Linked DNA regions of Ctenopharyngodon idella: region 1 is linked to region 2. Evidence: chromatin contacts called from public Hi-C data. All regions are on one chromosome and are shown on one strand. The core of a region is the stretch at or near the end of the contact, and the rest is flanking DNA. Distances in the headings are between cores, read along the strand shown. Region 1 holds the start of magi3a (membrane associated guanylate kinase, WW and PDZ domain containing 3a). Region 2 holds the start of zgc:158263 (ceramide kinase family protein).

Region 1 (5,130 bases), core at 917-3,416, 170 kb before region 2:
ACAAAACCTAGAGAGCTGCCTAAATAACAGCATTTTTTACATGAAATGCTCTTAAGCCTGCGTTATCGTGTTCCATATTTCACACTGTAGATTTGAAAGGCATTAGTTATCGTTCTAATCTGCATATTTATCAGGTCAATACCACTGATTGGACAATAATAACCGCGAGCTATTAAAATCCTCTCCGGTTGTACTTTGACGTCTTCTAGTCAAGTCATAGCGCTTTGAACAATACTAATTGCTTCACATTAATAAACGGGGAAATAATAGTGTTAAAGTTATTTTAAAAAAACAACAACAACAACAACAACAAAAAACATCAGTTAAGAAACGAAAGCAGCTACACAGAAGTGACTTGAAACATTGAAACTACACAGCGCGTGAAAGTTTCTGAGACTGGCCAAAGTCTATGAATATTTAATCAGGTAGTTCGTGATTGGTTGTCTGTTGCTAAACAACACATCGTAACATTCGAGCACAAGCAGTGCTAAAAACAACGCTAATCCTCTTTCAAAACTACAAATACGAAACGTTGCTTAACACTGGCTTATAAACTAGCTTTTACAAAAAGAACCCTAGTGCTAATTGTAGAGTGACAAACTGTTGTTTAGGTTAGTAGCTCGCTAGGTTTTAGCAGTTGGGTTAACAAACTAACCTGGCTTTACGGTCTTCAGACGGAGGGGCTCGCGAAAGTGCCGGATGACGGCGAGGGTATCTCGGTTTGTCAGTCCGCTGACAGGCGTGCCGTTCACCTCCAGAAGCACATCTCCGGGACCAGGTAGCCTGCCGACATGGCACACTAACGCGTCCGACAACACCTGTCCCAGGTGCGGGAACTCTCCGTGCTCGGCTCCCCCGCTTATCTCCAGTACGGCGCTGAGCTCCCCGGCGTTACCCCACGAAACGGCGCATTCCTGCACTTTACTGGACCAATGTTTCTTCTTTTTCAGTGTCTTGGACATGATTAATCCCTTTCGTAATCGAGTCTCTTAAAACAGGTTATTTCCTTATGCAAACGCGTTTAGAGCGCAGTAAAGCACAGCGGCTTCATTCCCATGTCTTGGTGAAAAAGGTTTAAAAAAAAAGGTTTCAAAACTTCAGAGTCGGCATTGCTCGGTTCTTAAAATATATTCCCTGTATGGTTCAGTCAAAATTCACGTATTGAGACCCGAACTCAAATGAAGGTAAAAGCTCTCTTCATTGCCTTAAAATCTATGCTAGATCTCACTGCTCACCAAGAAGTGTCGCCAAATATCGTCTTCACGATCCAAACAAGCGCTTTCTAGGAGAAAAAGACACGGAAATAGCAATAAACTACCACCCGAAGCAGGACAGCCTTTATCCAGGCAAATAAAAAAAAAAACATACAGCCTCAAATCGCTTGGTAATACCGGCTGATGAATGAAACGCCGTAGAAAACACTCACATCCGTGTGTAATCCCTCGCGATCTAGGGCGACTGTTGTTAACTTGGGTTTCGCGCACCTGTTCCAATGACATCAGCTACCGGCGCGTTCACGGGAAACGACGAACAACAATATACCTGGATCGAGAATACGAGACTAACTAGGTCCACTGTCCGACGACCTTTGATTTATGTAGAAACGCCCTCTTGTGTGGGTTGTTGTTGTCTGTGTAGAGCTGTCATCGCCCGTCGGTGATTAATTGTAGGCTCAGATTTGCAACTTTGTAGATTTTCACCTTGTTACTTGCGCCAAACGAGAGCAGCGACTGTCAGTGGCGCGTACCGACACCAATGTAGAGTGGACGAGAGCGGGGCAGCCAATGAGAGCGAGAGGGCGGGCTTTCCCATACTATTTCACAATACCAAACTTAAAAAGCCTCTCTCTCTGCCGTGCTTCTAGGGCTAAAAGGTGTTGACTCTGTTGAGGAAAAATTTGCTGCCCTTACAGTCTTGAAAATGCCTGATGAAATATATTTTGAAGATAGTAAGTGGTAAAATGTAAACCAAGGGTTTTCAACCCCCATCCAGAATATTAACAAATACCCCCAGAGTAAAAAAAAAAAAAAGCTACATTTTCTTGGTAAAACTTTATAACATTTTCATAATAATAATAACAATAATTTATTTGAATAGCACCTTTCATTACAAAAATGCACCTCAAAATGCTTTAAAAATAAATAAAAGCTCCAAATAGGCTACTTCAAATGAAAAATATTAACAGAACATTAAAGATGAACCCCACTTTTTTAATAGGCTAGGAATAATAAGATCATAAGAATATACAATTAATATACATACAATGCATAACAAAAGATGGAAATTAAAACTAAGAGCATTAACATTATATAATGCTTACGATCATACATTAAAAATTTGTGATTTAGAATTTAGAAATGTCATAAAATAGAACTTGAATATCAACCTATTTAAACCTACTCCACGGACTCTCGGGTTTCCCTTTAGATGTCCTACAGGTGTTTACTGAACCCTATTTTGAAAACCATGGATGTAAAAGAAAATAGATGAACAACTTCATAATATATTGGTCTGTTATTATGGGTTCATGTGTCGAACAGCTGTGCATATAAACCTTGTAATTTCACACCACCTGTTACACACATTTTTATTATTACACACACATCTATGATGTTGCTTTACAATATAAACATGTAATTTCTTTCTTGCATTAATAGTAGTTTTACAAAGATAATACAGTTAAACAATATTGTATAACAATCTTATCAGGGGTTAAAATCAGGTTTAATCCTAACTTTTAGGGTTGATGCTGTATTATAGTGCCACCTTCTGTTGTAGTATAGAATTGCACCCTGTAAAAATAGTAGGGGAAGATAGGAAAGGTGCACCCCTTAAAAAGTGTAGTTCACCCAAACATGAAAATTCTGTCATCATTTACTCACCCTCAAGTTGTTCCAAACCTGTATGAATTTCTTTCTTCTGCTGAACACAAAAGCAGATATTTTGAAGAATGTCAGTAAACAAACAGTTGACTTCCATAGTATTTTTTTTTTTTTTCATTGAAGTCAGTGGGGTCCATCAACTGTTTGGATTCTTCAGAATATATTTTTTTGTGTTCAGCGGAAGAAAGAAATTCATATACAGGTTTGGAACAACTTGAGCATGATTAAATGATGACAGAATTTTTCATTTTTGGGTGAAGTATCCCTTTAAGAACTTTTACTTTTTAACTATTTTTATGTTTAGCATGTGTATGATGATGATGCATCAGCCAGTGTGTTATTAAGGGGAATAAATTGAATAATTTTACAATAATTAATTTTTTTTGTGTTATGACAACTAAATTAGCAAGAAAAAATCTACTGAAGATAGAAGCCCCTCTGAGTAAAGTTTCACAGAATGTGTAAATGACTTTTAATTTCATTCTTATCAATATTTATATATATATTTAAAGTGACATTAATATAAAATACGAAATGAACTATTCTATTTAAAATTTGTTTTGACAGTTTAGTTGAATAATTGAATAACTAATGACAGACAAAACAGAATCCCAGTATCAATATTCATCTGAAAGGTAATTCTATCACTTAAATAAAGGAATTCATTCATTAACCATTTCAGTCATATTCGACTCTTGGTGATTCTGTGGGCCATCTTTTACCAAATGTGAGACTGTCCATGAATTTTCTTGGTGACAATTTTTCGGGATAGGTCGCCAGATCTTTCCCAAACCCTCCCAATTACATGGCTTGGGACTCTCACACACACTCTTTATACGGACAATTTAGCATCTCCAATTCACCTATACTGCATGTTTTTGAATTGTGGGGGAAACCAGAGGACCCGGAGGAAACCCATGCAGACACAGGGAGAACATGCAAACTCTGCACAGAAAGGCCTCTTGGCTCAGTGCTGTGAGGTGACAGTGCACCCAAATAAAGGCCAATGAGCCACTATGCTGCCAAAATAAAGGTATCTAAATATTTAATTGCCCATATTTTAATTAAAGATATGTCATAATACACTGTAAAAAAATTTTTTTCATGAATTATCACATTTTTTCTTTTGTCAAGTCAACTTCAATAATTAATGCGGTTCAGATAACATAATATTTTTGAGTTTCTGTTGATTAATTCATTGTATTAACTCAATTTTTTTATTTCAATGAACTCAAAAATTTTTAGGCAACCAGGTAACTTACTTTTTTAAGTTAAACCAACAATTTTTTTTTTTTTTTTACAGTGTAGCAACACTATGATACATAACACAAAATACAACAAATTCACTCAATTAGCCTATACTGTAAGTTTTAATGAATAGCAAAGATGTCTGAAATGTACATCTAACTCATTATTGTATAATAACTCTACAAAATACAATAACATGCCGATCGGGCCCTCTGTGCCAATTCTGAGGAGCCATCTTACTCACTTAAAAATAAAAAACATATTTTTTTCCTCCACAAATCATAAAAACATTAATGTGTCCATAAATCCCTCATTAACAAATAGACACCAAAAACTTTGATATTCAACGTAATAATGTCATAATGCCATCACTGTTTTCCGGAGATCAGTTACTCAAAACTGTTGTCTGACTAAATCTCACAAATATTGCTATTCAGATGAAATGACAACATTAAGAAGAGAATATCTATTCATTAAATGTGTTGAGATGAGGTTTTGTGCCGTCTAACGTCAAGAGAAAAAATAAAGGTGTGTGGGGGAGGAGGGTTATATTGACGTGCATCTCATTTTACCTTACTTCAAGAGAGAGATGAGTGAAAATAATGTGCAATTCAGAAAAACACTGCACTCCTGGCAACAGTTAAAAGGGTTCTATTCTTAAGTTAATCATTGATGTGGTGGGCAGTCACCCTCACGGTCATTGCTCTGAAAGTCAAAATCAGACTTTATGCTAACAGAAAGAGGCAAACAAAAAAGGCTACCAAAAGCAGTTAGATACCTCTTTAAAAGTTTCTTTTCCACCTTTATTCCAGTAAGGTAAGGATGATATGCACTCACAATATGTTGAGATATTATGGTCCAAAGAGTCTTGCAATTCAGCTCTAATAGCATATGTTCTTTCTATTCAAATGATCTTGCTAATGTCTTTTATCAAGCCTGTTTTGGAAATGTTAAAGAGACCCTCTTATGGCTGCACAGGCCCAATCCAACGGCTCTGACC
Region 2 (4,824 bases), core at 2,006-4,505:
AGACCGAAACTCTCAAGTGCTCAGTCAGTGTGTTCAGAGAGTAAAAATATATCTGTGCTAAACTTATACTTCGCCTCTAACACAAACACACTGGTTAGTAAAATCTAAGTATTTATTAGCCAATGGCTAAAGATAATGATGATTATTTAGTCGCCAAGAGTGAAGATTTAGTCGCATATGCAAGTGTTTTACTCGAATTGTAGAGGGTTACAATGTCTAATCTTGCCCAAACTTAAAGGAACACTCCACTTTTTTTTGAAAAAAGGCTCATTTTCCAACTCCCCTTGAGTTAAACAGTTGAGTTTTACCATTTTCAAATCCATTCAGCCGATCTCTGGGTCTGGCGGTACCACTTTTAGCATAGCTTAGCATAGTTCGTTGAATCTGATTAGACCGTTAGCATCTGGTATGGCAGCAAATTTCCTTGATTATTACGCCGGAATGAGAGTATAGTTCCTAGCCATATCGGCCTAGAAAATCACAACTTTTCATTTTCCGTCAGTCTTAGTACACAATGTAACTACAGAAGAATCAAGTTTTAAATAGGAAAAATATCGAAACTCTTTGGTCATTTTTGAGCGAGATGCTAACGGTCTCATCAGATTCAATTAACTATGCTAAGCTATGCTAAAAGTGGTTCCGCCAGACCGGGAGATCGGCTGAATGGATTCGAAAACGGTAAAACTCAACTGTTTAACTCTAGGGGAGTTGGAAAATGAGCCTATTTTCAAAAAAAGTGGAGTGTTCCTTTAACATGCAACATGCTAAAAACATGGTAAAGCATCTTAGCAACACTTAGCTAATTTGCTAAAGCATGCTAATAATAAAACGAAACTGGAAGTTGCTGTAACTCATACATGAAATGTCCAATCTGCCCCAAGCTTAACATGTTTGATAAGAGTCCACATCTACATGCCAATATTCAGTTATAGTCATAGCACCACCAGCTGGCAGCAGGAACTGTGGCAAATACAAATGAATTTGACACAGTCCTCCTATATTTACCTACTTAAATGCATTTTGGCACAACGTGCTCTGTTTTCTTAAAGCCAGCGGGTGGCGGTGGCACCGGTGCAAGGGCCCTTTCATCGCTGCTTGCCAGTGTTGCCAATTTAGCGATTTTGTCACTAGATTTAGTGACTTCCCCGTCCCTTTTGGGACTGTTTTCAAAAGTTTAGGGATAAATCTAACAACTTCTTGGACAAACCTTATCTAGATTCTTATTTTGCCTACTGATCTACATATAGATCAGTAGGCAAATTCATTGATCTATTTATATAGATCAATGAATTTGCCCTTATGATGTCATCTACTGACATTTAGCTACCAGTTTTAGCTACTTTTAATTGAAAGCAGTTGGCAACACTGCTGCTTGCAGCTTTAATATAATATTGCTCTCCTTACCCTGAAAGAAATAGGAAATTATAAAACTACAAAACTGTGAAACCATCAGTGATGGTCTAAGACTGTTTATCCTTGGATATAAACTGACTCAAACAAGTGCATCAATAATCATTTAGACATCATGTGGTTTTCTAGGCAAACAAGTCTATAAAATGTGTGGCAATAGATCCATTTAGTCCAGTAACCTATAATTAAAAGAAGTTTCCCTCAGAAAAAAAGACTGATTACTTCTGTCATCCCTTTCTGTTCAGCCATTGAGAATTTTCTCCATCCAATATCACAAGGACATCTGCAGAGGATCTGTTTACATGCCCAGTTACATCCATAACTGGGACAAAGTATGCCTCTGTCTTACAATGAGTTTTAGAGCAGCTGCTTTCAATTTAGGCTTTACTTGCCCAGCTGGATTCCCTCTAGCAACTCCAAAACAACACTAGAGAATGATTATGGAGAAAGCCGCCAAGATGCATCACTGCATCTGTTTTTTGTTTTTTTTTGACACAAAATGGATGATGTCACATTGTCACATTTGACAATGTAGCTGATTGTTATTAAATAATTCATGCTACATTTCTTTTGGATTAGGCTAACTTTGAACCCCTCATAGCCAAGTTGCAAAAATGACAACTTGAAAGGGAAAATGATGCCTGAAAGGAACACATAAACGACATATTGAATGAAATATCTTGAATAAAAATCTTGAATAAAATTATTTATTATAACAATTATATTGTTAGATGTAGCGAAACCAGGATCAGGTGTATTTATTTTTACTACGAGCAGTGCATATATGCTTGTCTAAACCATTGTCGCCACCTGCTGGAGGTTAAAAGGAACTGTTCTGAAGTAGAGGGTACAAGCTTATCAAAACAATATTACAGAACAGACTGGAAAAGTGGATTCTTAATGTGGGCGGGTATACATCTTATTGTGTCTTTACCATTGTAATTAATGTCTAAATTAATATACATTATGATTAGAGACAAAGGATGCATGCTTCTCATCATAATGCGTGCAACTTCTGATATAATATATTAGTATGTGTAGACAAATTAAAAAATAAAATAAAAAATACTTCTGTTTGGAGATAAACATATTTAGGGAACCCTTTTACTTTTGCTGTCAGTCGGGTTAAGCAGATTTTCAGGTAAGTCAACCTTCCAGGTTTAGCCTATTTAACAGAAGAATAGAAACACATAGACAGAAAACAAAATAGACCAAAGATGAGTAAGATGTGCAGTCAAACAGAACTGACACTTGTTTTGACATTTGATGCCAATATTGCATGTGTTCAGACTAATCTTAGATATTGTATAATCATCCTTCACCAAAGGAAAAAAAAAAAAAAGGAAAAAAAAATTGACGGTTGAAGTGTGTTTATTAAGTGTCATGTCATCTAGTCATACCAGTCACACCAACTATATGTTGACAGTAAAAACAAAAGGATGCAGAAAGAAAGGAGAAACTTACATGAATATATCTAAGTTGAATTTCCACCAGTGTTTTGATAGTCTATCTACACATAATATACAACATGTGTCTATTTACTGTGAATATTTATAACACAATTTTCACTAGCTCCGCCCACCACTGCACAGAATGTACTTTTTCCTACATTTAACAATGTTAAAATTCATAAAATCTAATTGATTAATAACACCAGAGGCAGTGAATCAAATATTTTATTTTATAAAGTTTAAATCAATTTTATAAAAGAAAAACTTTGAATGGCAAAAAAGTATTCGTTTGATCTGTTACAATGAATTACGGTCGGTTACCATCTGCATAATCATATTATCCAATGAGAGTTGCGTATGCAAATTTTTCCAGTACAGGTGCGCAACCTCAAAGGGAAGTTAACTTGTTTTATGCAAAGGAACAGTCAAATAGGTCAGTACAGGATAGCGAAGACGGAGCCGTCTTAATTTACTAGATCTTACCTTACTTACATAAGCTTATTTATTAAACTTGGTGACTCTTTTTAACTCACGTCTAAACAAAATGCTTATATTTGTTCGCTTCAAATGTTAGACGCCTTGACCAACTTCGAAATTCTTGCATGGATAAAAATACAGCTGAATATTGCTTGTGAGAGCATGAAGTTCTATAGATGAATGAAACTACCAAAGTGGCGATGGAAATAGATTCGGTGAGAGTCGAGTCAAGTCTGTGGATCGGTAATAAGCGGTACAGGGCTTTCCTGAGCGGATGGTACTTCAGCTGGACTGAGATCGACAAGAGGAACCGGGAGAAGAAAACAAGTACGACATTTATTATCGTTCTCAATGCACCCGTGTTCCAAAAATGCGGTCCAGGTAGACAGCTCACTAAGTTTTGAGACAAGTGTTTGTTATTTTTTTTTTATAAAGATAGCTTGATAGATAAATGTAAATATGTTTATATCGTATTATGGGTTTTCTTGGGGTGTATGACAAAATTACATGACATGGGATATAAAGGTGCTTGACTTGAAGTAGACTTATTTGTAGATGAGTAACCGCATATTTATATGCATAATGTATCAACTAAACTAAAGCCAGACTCGGTCATTTTTTACTAATTATAAACGAGGCAAGAAATGAATAGCACATTTGAGAAATAGCATAATTACTTCAAATGAGATGAAGCCTCCACTCCAGTCTTCTAAAAATAAATAAATTAATAAATTCTACAAGGAGAAGGTCGCCCCCTCATGGGCGCAGCCATTTTGACATCACATGAGCAGTTGTGCACGTTATGGACTCAGGTACTAATATTAATAATAAAAAAATTGTGTTAAATAATATATGAGCCCAAGTCAACAGCATTTATTGTTAAGAAGTAACAAAAAAGCATTTAAAATAATTCTAATAATAAAATAATTTAAATATTATTTGGATGAACAGCCATAGAAATGTAAACGAAAACTTACTCTGACACATCAGTGACTTATAGTCATTCTTATTTGTAGATAATTAACCACCATATAATGCCTGATATACCATTACTATTAGTTTAATTATTGACAAGAAATGTAGAAAAAGGTTAAAGTGACACTTTATGCTCTGTGCGCTATCCACTTTGTATCCACAGTTTTCTTTGAACTTAATTTATGTGCATGACAATATAAATGCTGTCTTAACATGATCTAGCTGGATTCGATTGAAGGGAATAATCCATAAACATATCAGTTTATTGCTTAATGCTCAGCTAATGAATGAAAATAATGTGAAATGAAAGAAAATCATGTTTAAAAGTCCTTCCTTGTTGGATTTGTCTTTGTCTGCATTCTGATGACTTCAAAACAAGTTGAACAGCACCATCAATTCTTGGTAACAAACACTATACACCTTGGCGTCTGCATAAAAGGCCTGAGTAGGAATGGTGGAATGTTTTTTGAGAATGTGAGAAATGGTTACATCACTTATGAAAGAGCGTAAA

Evidence for each region. A called contact is a pair of places that touch in the nucleus more often than the background predicts.
Region 1: a contact with region 2 is called in a Hi-C map of muscle, with 3 times the contacts expected there. The contact joins the promoter of magi3a here to the promoter of zgc:158263 in region 2. A contact is called at or near these places in 2 of 2 Hi-C or Micro-C datasets (both in muscle).

Annotation. Positions count from the first base shown.
Region 1 is chr22:4,340,854-4,345,983 of HZGC01, reverse strand. It overlaps magi3a (membrane associated guanylate kinase, WW and PDZ domain containing 3a), which reads right to left and starts at 2,166. Exons shown (of 20, transcript XM_051879901.1): 1 at 656-2,166. The coding sequence starts at 962. si:ch73-206d17.1 (tyrosine-protein kinase STYK1) reads left to right here and starts at 4,807. Exons shown (of 10, transcript XM_051879963.1): 1 at 4,807-4,946; 2 at 5,066-5,130. The coding sequence starts at 5,097.
Region 2 is chr22:4,174,372-4,179,195 of HZGC01, reverse strand. zgc:158263 (ceramide kinase family protein) reads left to right here and starts at 3,255. Exons shown (of 13, transcript XM_051879934.1): 1 at 3,255-3,665. The coding sequence starts at 3,515.